Linked DNA regions of Pan troglodytes: region 2 is linked to region 1. Evidence: chromatin contacts called from public HiChIP or PLAC-seq data. All regions are on one chromosome and are shown on one strand. The core of a region is the stretch at or near the end of the contact, and the rest is flanking DNA. Distances in the headings are between cores, read along the strand shown.

Region 1 (5,805 bases), core at 844-3,343:
CTTAACAACTTGAGACGGCCCTGGGGGCATGACGGTGAGAGAAGATATTCTTAATGCTTCCCTGATTCCTCTCACCCCTCCACCCGCTTTCCACATTCAAGCCCTTTCCTATTCCTTGCCAATCCCATAAACACTCTCTCCATCACATTGTCATATCCCTTTTCTTCTCTTACCAGCTCCCACCAGTGTTTCTGCTTTCCCTTACCCATCTGATTTCTATAGATTTCCTCACTGTCTTTCAAGTCATTGAGCTGCAGTGGGGTCAGCATGGGTTTTCAATCCTTTGAGGAGAAAGAAGACATGGAAGAGGAAGACTTGGATGGTTAGGGTATTTTAATCTCCCTCCAATTATTTTTTTCCTGAGAGCAATAATTCCCAAAGTATGGGTTTAATACATGTTATCTATGAAACAACAGTTTCATGGTCAAGTAAGTCTGGGAAACACAGTTCAGCAATTTTTTTCCTACAGAAATTCTCAAGGCTTTAATATGATACCAGGCATATATTAGTTATCTTTTATTATATTTAAAATTGCCCCCAAACTTAGAGACTTAAAACACTAATAAAAATTCGCTTATTTCTGTGGATCAGGAATCAGGGAATGGCTTAGCTGGGTAGTTCTTGTTTGGGGTCTCTCATGAGGTTGCAGTCAAGATGTCAGACAGGGCTGCAGTCAGCTGAAGGCTTCACAGGAGCTCAGGAACCTATGTCCAAGATGGGTCACTCACAACGTTGGCAAAGTGGTGTTGGCTGCCAGCAGGGGTCTCAGTTCCTTACCACACGGACCTCTCCCTGGGGCTGCTTGTGTGTTCTCACGACATGGCAGTGGGCTCTCCTACAGTGAGTGATCCAAGAGAGAAGGGAAAAACCACAACATCTCTCATGGCCTATCCTCAGAAGCCACACACCATCTTCTTAATTACTCACAGGTCAGTCTCACCCAAGGTGGAAGGGGTGTGAATTCCAGGAGGTGAGAAACACTGGGTTCATTTTGGAGGCAGGTCAGTGCTACGCATGACAAATCTTCAAGGCTGATTTGACAACATGATTATTGGTTAGTGGAGCATTCCAAGACACTAGGATTCCATGGTACACATGTTGGGGGAAACCACCATGGACTGCCACATTGGGGTATAAGGGTCTGGGAGGCACACAAGTGGAGGGGACTATGTGTGTCTGGAGGAAGAATCCTGGGAAAACAGTACATGCGTACGCACTGAGGGCTCCCAGAGTGGAAGACAATAGGAAGCTAGAACTGGGGTACCACTCGGAACTGGGGCTCAGAGGCTGATTCTCCAATTTAGAGAGGCTAGCACAGAACTTCCCTGCCAATTCCAAACTGCTTGGAGCGTCTCTACTCTTGTAAGCTGTTTACTTCCTCCATCCTAAATCAAAGATAGAGAGAAAATGTCAAAGTTCACAGGCTGAAAAGAAGAACTATTATCATAGAATCTCTAAAAGATGGAGATGGTGGCCATCTAGAAGGCTCAGCTGTTCCATGCCGGGAGCAGCCCTAAGTACCACACTCTGTGGGGCTGTTTGTGATGGTTTCAGACCGGACCCCAACAGTCTCTTTTATGGTCCAGACTAAGACCATGTAAGGTCACTCTGATGACTCAGACCACAAAGGTCCCGTTTTTCCCCTACTTCATCTGCACAATGGCTTGTTTGCAAAGGTCCTAGCCTGGGGAGCCGGAGTCACCGTGCTTGGAGGAAACAAGTTCTCATCCAATGTTTAGTGACCTTATCAAAAGATGCAGGATAGGGAAGGAAAAGAAGGGATAGAAGGACTACAGAGAATGGAGGGGCGGTCACGGAAAAAGAAAGGGAAAGTGCGTGGGAAGAAGGAAGGAATAAGAAAACACGCACAGCTCACATGAGAATGGTAAGGACAAGGAAATTTATACGCGAAGCCTGGAAGCGCCCCCGCCCCCGACGCACTCCCGCGGGTCCCATGCGTGCTTTCGCCGCCTTTGTCCACAAGGTGGCAGCCTTTGAACTTTCTTCCCCGTAAGAACGCGAAAGGGGGGCAGAGAGGAAGGAGAGAAGGCAAAGCACTCCCCCCACCAAGAACAATTTGAAAACCCACCCCATCATATTTAAAATCTGGGACAAAGAACCGTCGGGACGGAACTCCTTCCATTGCAAAAGCTCGGCGCGGCCTCGGGAGCTGCCCGGCGGCCCCGGACCGAGGGAGCCCTCCCCTTTAAAAGAAGCGGAGGACACGATTGGGATCCTTGAAACCCGAAACCCAGAAACAGCATCGGAGCGGAAACCAGAGGGAAAACCTTGAACTCCTCCAGACAATTGCTTCCGGGGAGTTGCGAGGGAGCGAGGGGGAATAAAGGACCCGCGAGGAGGGGCCCGCGGATGGCGCGTCCCTGAGGGTCGTGGCGAGTTCGCGGAGCGTGGGAAGGAGCGGACCCTGCTCTCCCCGGGCTGCGGGCCATGGCCACGGCGGAGCGGAGAGCCCTCGGCATCGGCTTCCAGTGGCTCTCTTTGGCCACTCTGGTGCTCATCTGCGCCGGGCAAGGGGGACGCAGGGAGGATGGGGGTCCAGCCTGCTACGGCGGATTTGACCTGTACTTCATTTTGGACAAGTAAGTGCCGCGAGTTGTCCCCCCCACCCCAGGCTAAGCGGGCGAAAACGCTTTCGCCCCGGGCCGGGCTCGTTGGCAGGGTCGCCTGGGGACAGGAGCGCATCTCCAGGGGCACAGAGGGACCGCGCGGCAGGCGGCGGCGGAGTGCTGCGCCTTTGTTGGGGCGCGCTCCTCCCAGCCTCGGCTCCAGAGCCCGCAGCCGAGGCGACGCCGCTTGCTCGGAAGGGGACAGACTTCTTTTCTGTCTTGCTTTCTGTGTCCCAGGAGCATACAAGGGGCTTGGAGGATGCTATTGTCTTGCTGAGTTTCTGTGACTCCCTCCCGTGTTGGTGGTGGGAAAGGCTTGCTTACCAAAGGCAGAACTTGCAGGCACAGGTACTCCTAAAGTTAGAGGCTTGGGCATTTTAAAGCCAATCGTCGCATTTTGTTTTTGTTTTCGTTTTTTTGTTTTGTTTTGAAACGCTGTCCCACGGAAGGCGTTATCTTTGCTCCTAATCGTGTAATGCATACTTCTCACCGGGCACTGAGTGAGAATGAAAGGCAGGGTTTCTTAACCTTAGCGCTTCTGAGATTGAAACCTGGTAATTCTTTGTGGTGGGGGCTGTCCTGCGCGTTGTAGGATGTTTAGCAGCATCCTTGGCCTCTGCCCACTGGATGCCAGTAACATCCCCCGCCCCCCACTCCTTCCTTATTAGTGGTGACAACTAAAAATGCCTCCAGACATTGCCCAATGTCCCTCCCCTTCGACTTGAGTACCCCAGATGTAGGTGAATTCAAGCTCTTGGCCATTTGACTGGTGGGCTACCAGGGAGGTGCAGGAGCCCTGGTTTCCTTGCAAAAAGTGGTTAGGCTTTAGGATTTGCTCAAGGGAGAGCTGAATTCTGACCAATGAAGCACTTCCCAAATCCGCATAAGTTTGCCAAGCCACAGTCACCCAAGGAAGCTTCATGCTGTCTGCTGAAAACCAGCTTCAACGATAAAAAGCCCCTCACAGAAGATCCGTGCTCATTAAAACTGAGTGAGCTCTCCAGTGCCAGGAGAGGCGCTTTGCTGTTACAGTGGTGGGGAGAGGATTTCACAGACTGGAAAGTATTTAGGAGTTGGAAAAAGAGTCCTGCAAAATAAGCTGGCTAGCTAGACACCAAATGTGCTTTGCAGTTGCCCCTGGAGTTTGATTTTTCCGTAAAGGCTGTTTTGAACTCCAGATTCTTTGGATGAAAAGTGAGATTTCTTTTCTGCAGATTTATGAGAAGGTGGATACTGAAAATATGCTCCAGTGCTAAGGAATGGAATTTCTTTTGTTACTTCTAGTGGCTGGAAGCATCAGCTCACAGACTCAGAGACAGTGCATGAAAACAGTCGGAGGTGCTCCTCCTCCGTGCTTTTTTAAAAAGCCAATTCAGAATGATATTCAGGAAAATCTAAAAAAAAGAAAGGGGGGGGACAGAATCACCATGTCTCTGAATGGATGACTGTAGAGATACTATAGAGATATGGATACTGTAGAGATAACCAGTTTTCCCCAAATTAATTTAGAAATTGAATTCGACTTTTCAGTCAAAGTTCTGAAAGAGTTTGTTTTGATGATAAGAATTTAACAAAATGATTCTAGGCTTATCTTAGCAAAAAAAAAAAAACAGGTAAAAAGAGCTGAAACATTTTTGGAAAAGAATAATGAAGCCATATTCTCTCTCCAAATATTAAAATGTATTATAATGTAAATTAATAAAAACAGGATGGTAAAGGCCAAAGAATAGGTGGATAGAGTAGAAAATCTAAAAAGACAAGTACATGTAGATCCAAACACATGTAAACATTTAGTGGAATTTCCAATCAGTATATAATGATTCATTAATTTTAAAAAAAAATGGTTCCTGGACAAGTGATTGATAACATGGAGAATGAAAAAGGTTAGATTTATACTTTACAAACCATACACATAAATAAATTTCAGAAAGGTTGAAAATCTAAATATTTAGAATGAAATGATCAAAGAACTAGAAGATAATTTAGATGAATATTACTGTAATCTTAGGTTTAGAGCTTTTAAAACATGACAAGGAAGAAACCATAAAGGAAAATAGAGATTTGAATATATTAAAATTTTACACTTCTATAAATGAAAAATAAGCCATGAAAAAACATAAGAAGTTACAATAACTATTGCCACATAAATCACTCTCTTAAGATTGATTTTCATATATAAAAAGCAGTAAAAGCAAAATCCCATAGGAAATCACCTAAGTGCATAATTCACAAGAGAAAAAATATGAGTCAATAAATGAACCAAAAAGGTCGTTATTAATCAAAGAAATGAAAAAATCAAACAATGTAATTTTTATTAGGTTGGCAAAAACTTTTTAAAAAATTACAATATTCAGTATTGGCCAATTTGTGGGAGGTAGGCACTGTCATTTCTTACTAGGGAAAATGTAAATTGGTGCAGTCTTTCTAGACTTGCGCTGTCCAGTAGAACTTTCTAGGTCGGTAGAAAAGTTCTATATCTGTGCAGTTCAATACAGTAGCTACTAGCCATATGTGACTCGAGCACTTGAAATGTAGTTAGTGCGATTGAGGAAGTGAATTTTTAATTTTATATAAGTTTAACTAATTTGAACTTTAATAGCCACATGTGGCTACCATACTGGATAGGGCAGACAAGAAGATAATTTTGCGACACGTATCAAATGCTTTTAAAAAATGAGGGGTGTTCCTTTCCATCGAGCAATTTCATGTCCTAAAGAAAAAAAATCCAAATAGTCACAAAGAAGTACCTACATGTATGTTTATGGAGGTGCTGTTTATAATAAAAAGCTGAGGATTTCATGTGTCTAACAGCAGCGGATTTACTAAGGTATGATATATGCATAGTATTGAACCTGCATTGCATGTTATACAAGCTTGTAAGCTATTTTAGGAGAAATACATAATTCTTAATATACTATACACTTTTAGATGAAAATGCAATTACCAAACGTCATCTGCGTTATGATTCCACCTGTTTAAAAAGTTAAACACACACATGTGTATGTCTCTATTTACCAATATGGTACTACTATTTGTCTCTAGCAGGTAGAATTTTAAATTTTGTTTACATGTTTTTCTTAATTTTTCTGTACTGAACATACATTACTTTTATATTCAACAAAAATAAGTTATTTTGAATTTGTTTTAAAAATCATGTCAAGTGGGTCTCTAACCAGTG
Region 2 (5,805 bases), core at 1,927-4,426, 540 kb before region 1:
TTCGTGTTTCACTTTACTCTTCTGGTAATTCCTCAGCAGTATCACCTGAAAGAGGTAAATCACCGTTAAAAAAAGACTGTAGTAGGTGGTTGGCTAGTGAATGTGTTTAAAGCAAGAGAAGCAGATTGACAGGGCTGAAAAAAAGAGTAAGTATTTACATTTATATATACGTACATTAATAAATGTATGTGTCTGTGTACGTGTGTGTATGTATATGTGTATTTATACGGAGTGGCATAAGGTGAAGTGAAAAGAAAGAGCTAATTCCCTTCTGGTTAACGCAGGAAAATTCCCGAATTTAGAATTTAAAAAATGCAAAAGGATAAATGAAAGATAGTGTGGAAACAGTGTGGTTAGCAGGAAAAGACTAATAACTTTAACTCATTTCCAAGAGTCAACACACTGTCTGTGTTATTCTGCATATGTAATTCTGTCTCCTCCAAGCAGAAGTTAGAATTGGTGCAAACCTGCTATCATAACGCTGTCAACAACACTGCAGATCGCAAAGATTAAACTCACCCTCCAGGAATAACCACTTTCTAGATCATCATCTATTTCTCTTCGGCACACAGCTCTTACAGTCATGCAGTGAGGTTTCCATAAAGAGTCACTGTTTCTTATTGTGTCATTCCAGCTCCTGCATGTCAATGAAGCCCTGCACAGACTCCGAATGTCCAGTTGACTGAAAATTTTAAAAGTGATTTCTGCAGGCAGCAGTTCAAAAAAGTTGTTTTGACTCTCATTTTTTTCCTTCTCAGCATCCACAGAGTTCGCTTCTGTGTGAGAAACTCCTGAATTATTGTTTCTCTTGGAGTTTTTATGCATAGCTTAATGTTTTAAGTTATCCTCATATGTAACCTAAAAGGCAAAATTTAAACATGCTCAGTCTCCAAATAGGAGTATAAATCCTACTTTAAGTCAGATGCTTTTTGGGTATAATTTAAGAACTCTTTCTTGACTTTAGCTTCTCAATCTGTAAAATGGGCCAATGCTGCCGCTCTCCTGAAAGTTCTTGCAAGGATTAACAGTGATAGTGGGTAAAATATCTAGTCTTGCTACATCTGAATTGCACATGGGAGGCACCCAACATGTTAGTTTCACTCTCACCCAGGCTGGAGTGCAGCTGTGTCATAATAGCTCACTGCAGCCTCAAACTCCAGCCTCAAGCGATTCTCTTGACTCAGTGTACCCCGCCCCTCTTTAAAAAAAAAAAAGAAAAAAAAAAAACAGAAAACCAAAAACTGTTTTACGGAGAAATGGTTCTTGCTATGTTGTCCAGGCTGGTCTTGAACTCTTGTCCTCAAGCAATCCTTCTGCCTCAGCCTCCCAGAGTGCTGGGATGACAGGTATGAGCCACCATACCCGGTACTTTTGTACCTTTGAAAATGTGTATGAGTCAATCCTATTAAACTCCTGAATACTTGTTGTACATGGGAACTGATGCCTCATCATTAATTTGCAATTTGTGACTTAATCATAAACTTGCTGGACTTCTAGTTGTTTATATAAGAATTTTATCTACTTGTATCTAATAGGTAGGTAGGTGCTTACATTTGACACAACTACTATCTGAAATGGACAAGAAGATGAGATCTGGATTATGAAACAAAGTCTCAAATATTCAACTCAGTCATAAGAGTAGTGTTTTAGAAATGGCCCCTTGAAGTTATCCTACATGCGTAATTACAAGCTAAGGATTATAGTCACTGAAGACATCAAGCAACAGTGAGTGACAACTGTAAACAATGTTTAGAACTCAGCTAGGTACAGTATGTGACTATTTGAAGCCCAGATTTAAAACTCAGTTTCAGCTAATTTACCTAAGGTGAATGGTGCAGGCTTCCCAAATCAGTTGAAAGCATGACTGGGTACATCACCATCCTTGAGTTACTTTTGTATATAAAGACAGCTTGTATTCACTTAAAATCAGTTTATTCCATTTTGCACTTCCTTTTATAATGGGGGTTGGTTGTGCAAGAGGAGAGGTTTGAGGTACAGCTAAATACTTCTTTTAACTCAGCTGAACACAAATCTCTTTTCTAGATGAGCTACTCAGCTATGTTTCCGGACTTGCCAAGACCACGGTGGCTCCCATTCATGATCCAGATTAGCTGTGGTGGCTGGAACTGCAGTCTGTGTTCAACAGAAGTCTTCTTCTTGAGGGTTTGGGGAAGTAAGAAAGCAAACGTAAAAACGGGTGAGTCAAGAGCAAGTTTTTGCCATGCACCTTGGCCCCTCCCACCACTAATACAAACCAAAGCCAAACCACAACGTTCTTGAAAAGAATCTCACATTAGGAAAACGTTACAATGCATTTAAACGTTACAGTGTGTTTATCCACTTCTCCCAGGATCTTACTGGGAGAATAAAATGCCTCCCCTTGTGGAATTCCTGTAACGGGAATGAAGGCTTTTGAATTTCACAGCAGGGGATGCCTTTGCGAGTTTCTAAAATCCCACTAGGAATCTTTCTTCTACGTCCAGGTTCGCCTGGATGCCTGGAAACGACCCCTCTTCTGCCCTTTCTCCTTTATGAACTGAGCTTTCCTGAATTCTCTCTCAAGTGAAGTAAAAGCTCGTCCCCCTTTCAACTATCACTCGGAGGGATAGATCGGCGGCAGCGCAGTCGGAGGGGCGGGGAGCCCCACTCCGTCCAAATCCCGCGGGTCAGGGCTAATCACCCCACGTCCCGTCTGAGCCACCCTCCTTGTGTCCCGCGCGGGTGGCAGCTGCTGGAACCCAAGAACACAGGGCACTGACAAGTGACAAAAAACCGTCAGCGTTGACTGTCACTGCGGCTCCAGGCCGCGGAGGGAAGGCTGAGCTTGCGTCCGGGCCGCGTCCCCGGGAGCGCAGACACCTAAGCCAACGGGAACGGAAGACCCTTCTACCTACTAGGCCGCGGTGGCTTCTCCTCCCGCGATTTAAATCCTCCGGAATTCGAATCCTTCCCCATAGCTCTTCGCATCCCGCCCACCTGAGTCCCGCCCTGCTCAGAACTCGCGCAGGCGCCGAGAGGGGCGCGCAGTGCCTTTGGGGATTGGTAGTTTTTTCCAGGGCATCTCCGCTCGGGAAAGGAAGTGAAGAAAGGCACCAGGACTACAAGGCCCGGCGTCCTCCAAGATGGGAGGGAGGTGAAAAGGGTGTTGGGGAATAAGCCGGGGTTTTTAAACAGTAGTTTTGAGGCGGCGTGACTGGGGAATCCCCGGTTGCGTCATTAGTAGGCGTGGAGGGGCGGGACTCGTGAAGCTGCGCTGGGGCCGGGCTCTGAGAGGACCGGCGCAGCCGCGGGGAGCCTTTGAGGCCCTCCCTCGGTGTTTTTTCCCAGGGCGTGGGCTTGCCCCGCGCGTGTCTGTGGAGGGCGGAAACAGCGGCGGGGCCAGTCTCCTGGCGAAGGGGCCTAATCCTTGCCCGCCATGTCCGGGGGCTTCGAGCTGCAGCCGCGGGACGGCGGTCCCCGGGTGGCCCTGGCGCCCGGGGAGACGGTGATCGGCCGCGGGCCGCTGCTGGGAGTAAGTGTGGGCGGGGGCTTAGCGGACCCCGAGAGCCGTGGAGTTCCGCGCCGGCTCCTGAAGACCGGCCCTAGTCCTGGCCGGTTTCCCCACCGCGCTGGTCCGCCAGTCCGGATTTTAGAAGTTTGGGGCCGCACGTTTTTCAGTTACCTTTAAGCCAATTCACAAACATTTCTTTATGTTGCTTTTAAAACACTGACTGTATTACCATTATTATCTTATCCAGGGATTGGCAAACTAGTGCCTGGGGGCCAAATCCAGCCTATGTTTGTATGGCCCCATGAACTAAGAATGATTCTTAAATTCTAAAATGTAAAATGTAAACAAAAAACCTACTAATTTTTCAGGGGGAATAGTTGCTCCAAGGGTTGAGGGTATTGCGGCTTGTCTTGTAAAGCCTAAAATATTTACAGTAGTGTCTGGTCCTTTACAGAAAAGTTTGCCAAACTGTGATATTACGTCTTCTAGGCTAATTTCTTTTAAGCTTTGGTCTCCTTTGCAGAGCTGTGTGGACCTTATTTATTTATATTATTTATTATTTCCAGTAAAATGAGTAGCTAACCCTTCATAAGTAATGTGTATAGCGTTCGTGTCATTGGTCTAAGGAGACATTACCTATACCAACATCTTTAACTGTCTCAAGACCGTATCAGTTAGGTATTTTTATTATCCTCATTGTTCAGATGAGAAAATTGAGCCATACATACATTATTTAAAGTCCATACATAAGCTTTTGGACACATAATGCCACAAAGCTAATATTCTCTACCTTCTTTGGGAGAGGTTTAGGAATAAGAACATTTGCATATTGCATTCTGGAATTCTATAGATCTCTTAAGTACATCTAGTCTTCTATTTTGTTCTTTAACATTCAACATTTCTTGTTTGGTGCTTACTGTGTAGAACATTTTGCAGATTCTAGCACTGTGGGGCATACAAAGATGAATGGAACATGGGTCCCTACCCTTTAGGAGTTTTCTCTTGGGACTAGGGAGACACCTGTGTCAGTGAGCTAACACCAAGGAGTAAGGAGTGTGTACTGTTGTCCTGGTTAACTTCCAGAGTCTAAATGGAACCATTGGTACTTGCCTTAGGTCCCTTCTGGGAGCAGGGAAAGGAGTGGTAGTTTCAGATTGTATTATGGAAGCTCGTCCTAAAGGGGTGTGTGTGTGTGTGTTGTGTGTTGTGTACATGCACATGTGCATGTGGTAAGGTTATTGAGGAAGTAGATATTCAATTGCTGTTCATTTTTTTACTGGACAAGTGATTATTTAAATGTTTAATATCATTTCTATTTTTTTCATCGTTTATTGGCCTATACAAACACTGGAAGGAACTGTCTGGAGGCTTTATTTTTCTTTTAAATTCGTAGGTTAGAAACTTAAGAGTATGTGCTTAATCTAGTAATCATATGTCTGGTGACTAACGAGTTTTGACTTGCTTAAGAAATTGTCACCAGTATAGTACTGTGGGTCTGGTTAAAAGGTGGATGAATTTTAGGGCCGTGGTTTAGAAACATGGCAACAGATTGCAGACCCTTTCATTATTTGTAGCTTGTTCTTTGTGTTGTCGACTTGCTAATGTGAGATGAGCCTATTTGGTATCTGTTTTTAAAAATGGTAAGGAGTGAAAGCTGGGCAATTACCTGGTCCAGATTTTGCTTTTCCTTTTGAAATAACATTCAGGCATGAGATTCTCTTGCCAAGGTTGGCGTGTATCGGAAGTGGTTATGAATGACATCCTAAGTGTGTTAAAGGAAAAATTTGGAGAACAAACAAATCGCCTTGTAGTTTTTTCGATTTTGGAGCTGACAGATGCACTCGATTCTTCTCTGCAGTGGTTAAAACACAACATAAGGGCTCCTGTTTCCAACAACAGCAATTCCAGTGAGATTTATTTTTGTATTGTGAGAGAGCGAAGATTGAGTTCTAAGTGGAAAACTCAGTAAGTTCATTGTAAATTGGTATCAGAAACGATTAATATAAATAAGGGTGATTTTGAACTTTCTTAATTGGGCATGTTTTTCTGAGACAAGCTTCACAAACCTTGATGGCCACACAAACATAAAAGTTTATAATCTCACTGTGTAAAATAGTCTTGGTAGTAAAACAGTTTGACAATGAGAATGGTTTTGTATTTTTATGGTGGTAGGAAAACACGACAGAGAAACCTGTCACAGAGAACAAAGGACAATGAAATTTAATCTTTCTTGTTCCCTTTGCTTTCATGTGAGTCATCAGAGAACCCCAGGTCTTTGTTTACTAGATTTTGATTCTGCTCCATGATTGGCATCA

What was found. HiChIP or PLAC-seq counts read pairs in DNA pulled down with a chosen protein or histone mark.
Region 2: an H3K4me3 HiChIP or PLAC-seq map of stem cell-derived excitatory neurons shows a contact between it and region 1, with 9 times the contacts expected there. The contact joins the promoter of APLF here to the promoter of ANTXR1 in region 1. A contact is called at or near these places in 1 of 7 Hi-C or Micro-C datasets (stem cell-derived neural progenitor cells) and 1 of 1 datasets of contacts at active chromatin or transcription factors (stem cell-derived excitatory neurons).

Annotation. Positions count from the first base shown.
Region 1 is chr12:53,726,292-53,732,096 of NHGRI_mPanTro3-v2.0_pri, reverse strand. It overlaps ANTXR1 (ANTXR cell adhesion molecule 1), which reads left to right and starts at 2,093. Exons shown (of 18, transcript XM_525774.8): 1 at 2,093-2,600. The coding sequence starts at 2,449.
Region 2 is chr12:54,272,350-54,278,154 of NHGRI_mPanTro3-v2.0_pri, reverse strand. APLF (aprataxin and PNKP like factor) reads left to right here and starts at 3,176. Exons shown (of 11, transcript XR_010149109.1): 1 at 3,176-3,511. FBXO48 (F-box protein 48) reads right to left here and starts at 3,003. Exons shown (of 4, transcript XM_001167525.7): 1 at 2,895-3,003; 2 at 1,821-2,156; 3 at 520-858; 4 at 1-45. The coding sequence starts at 825.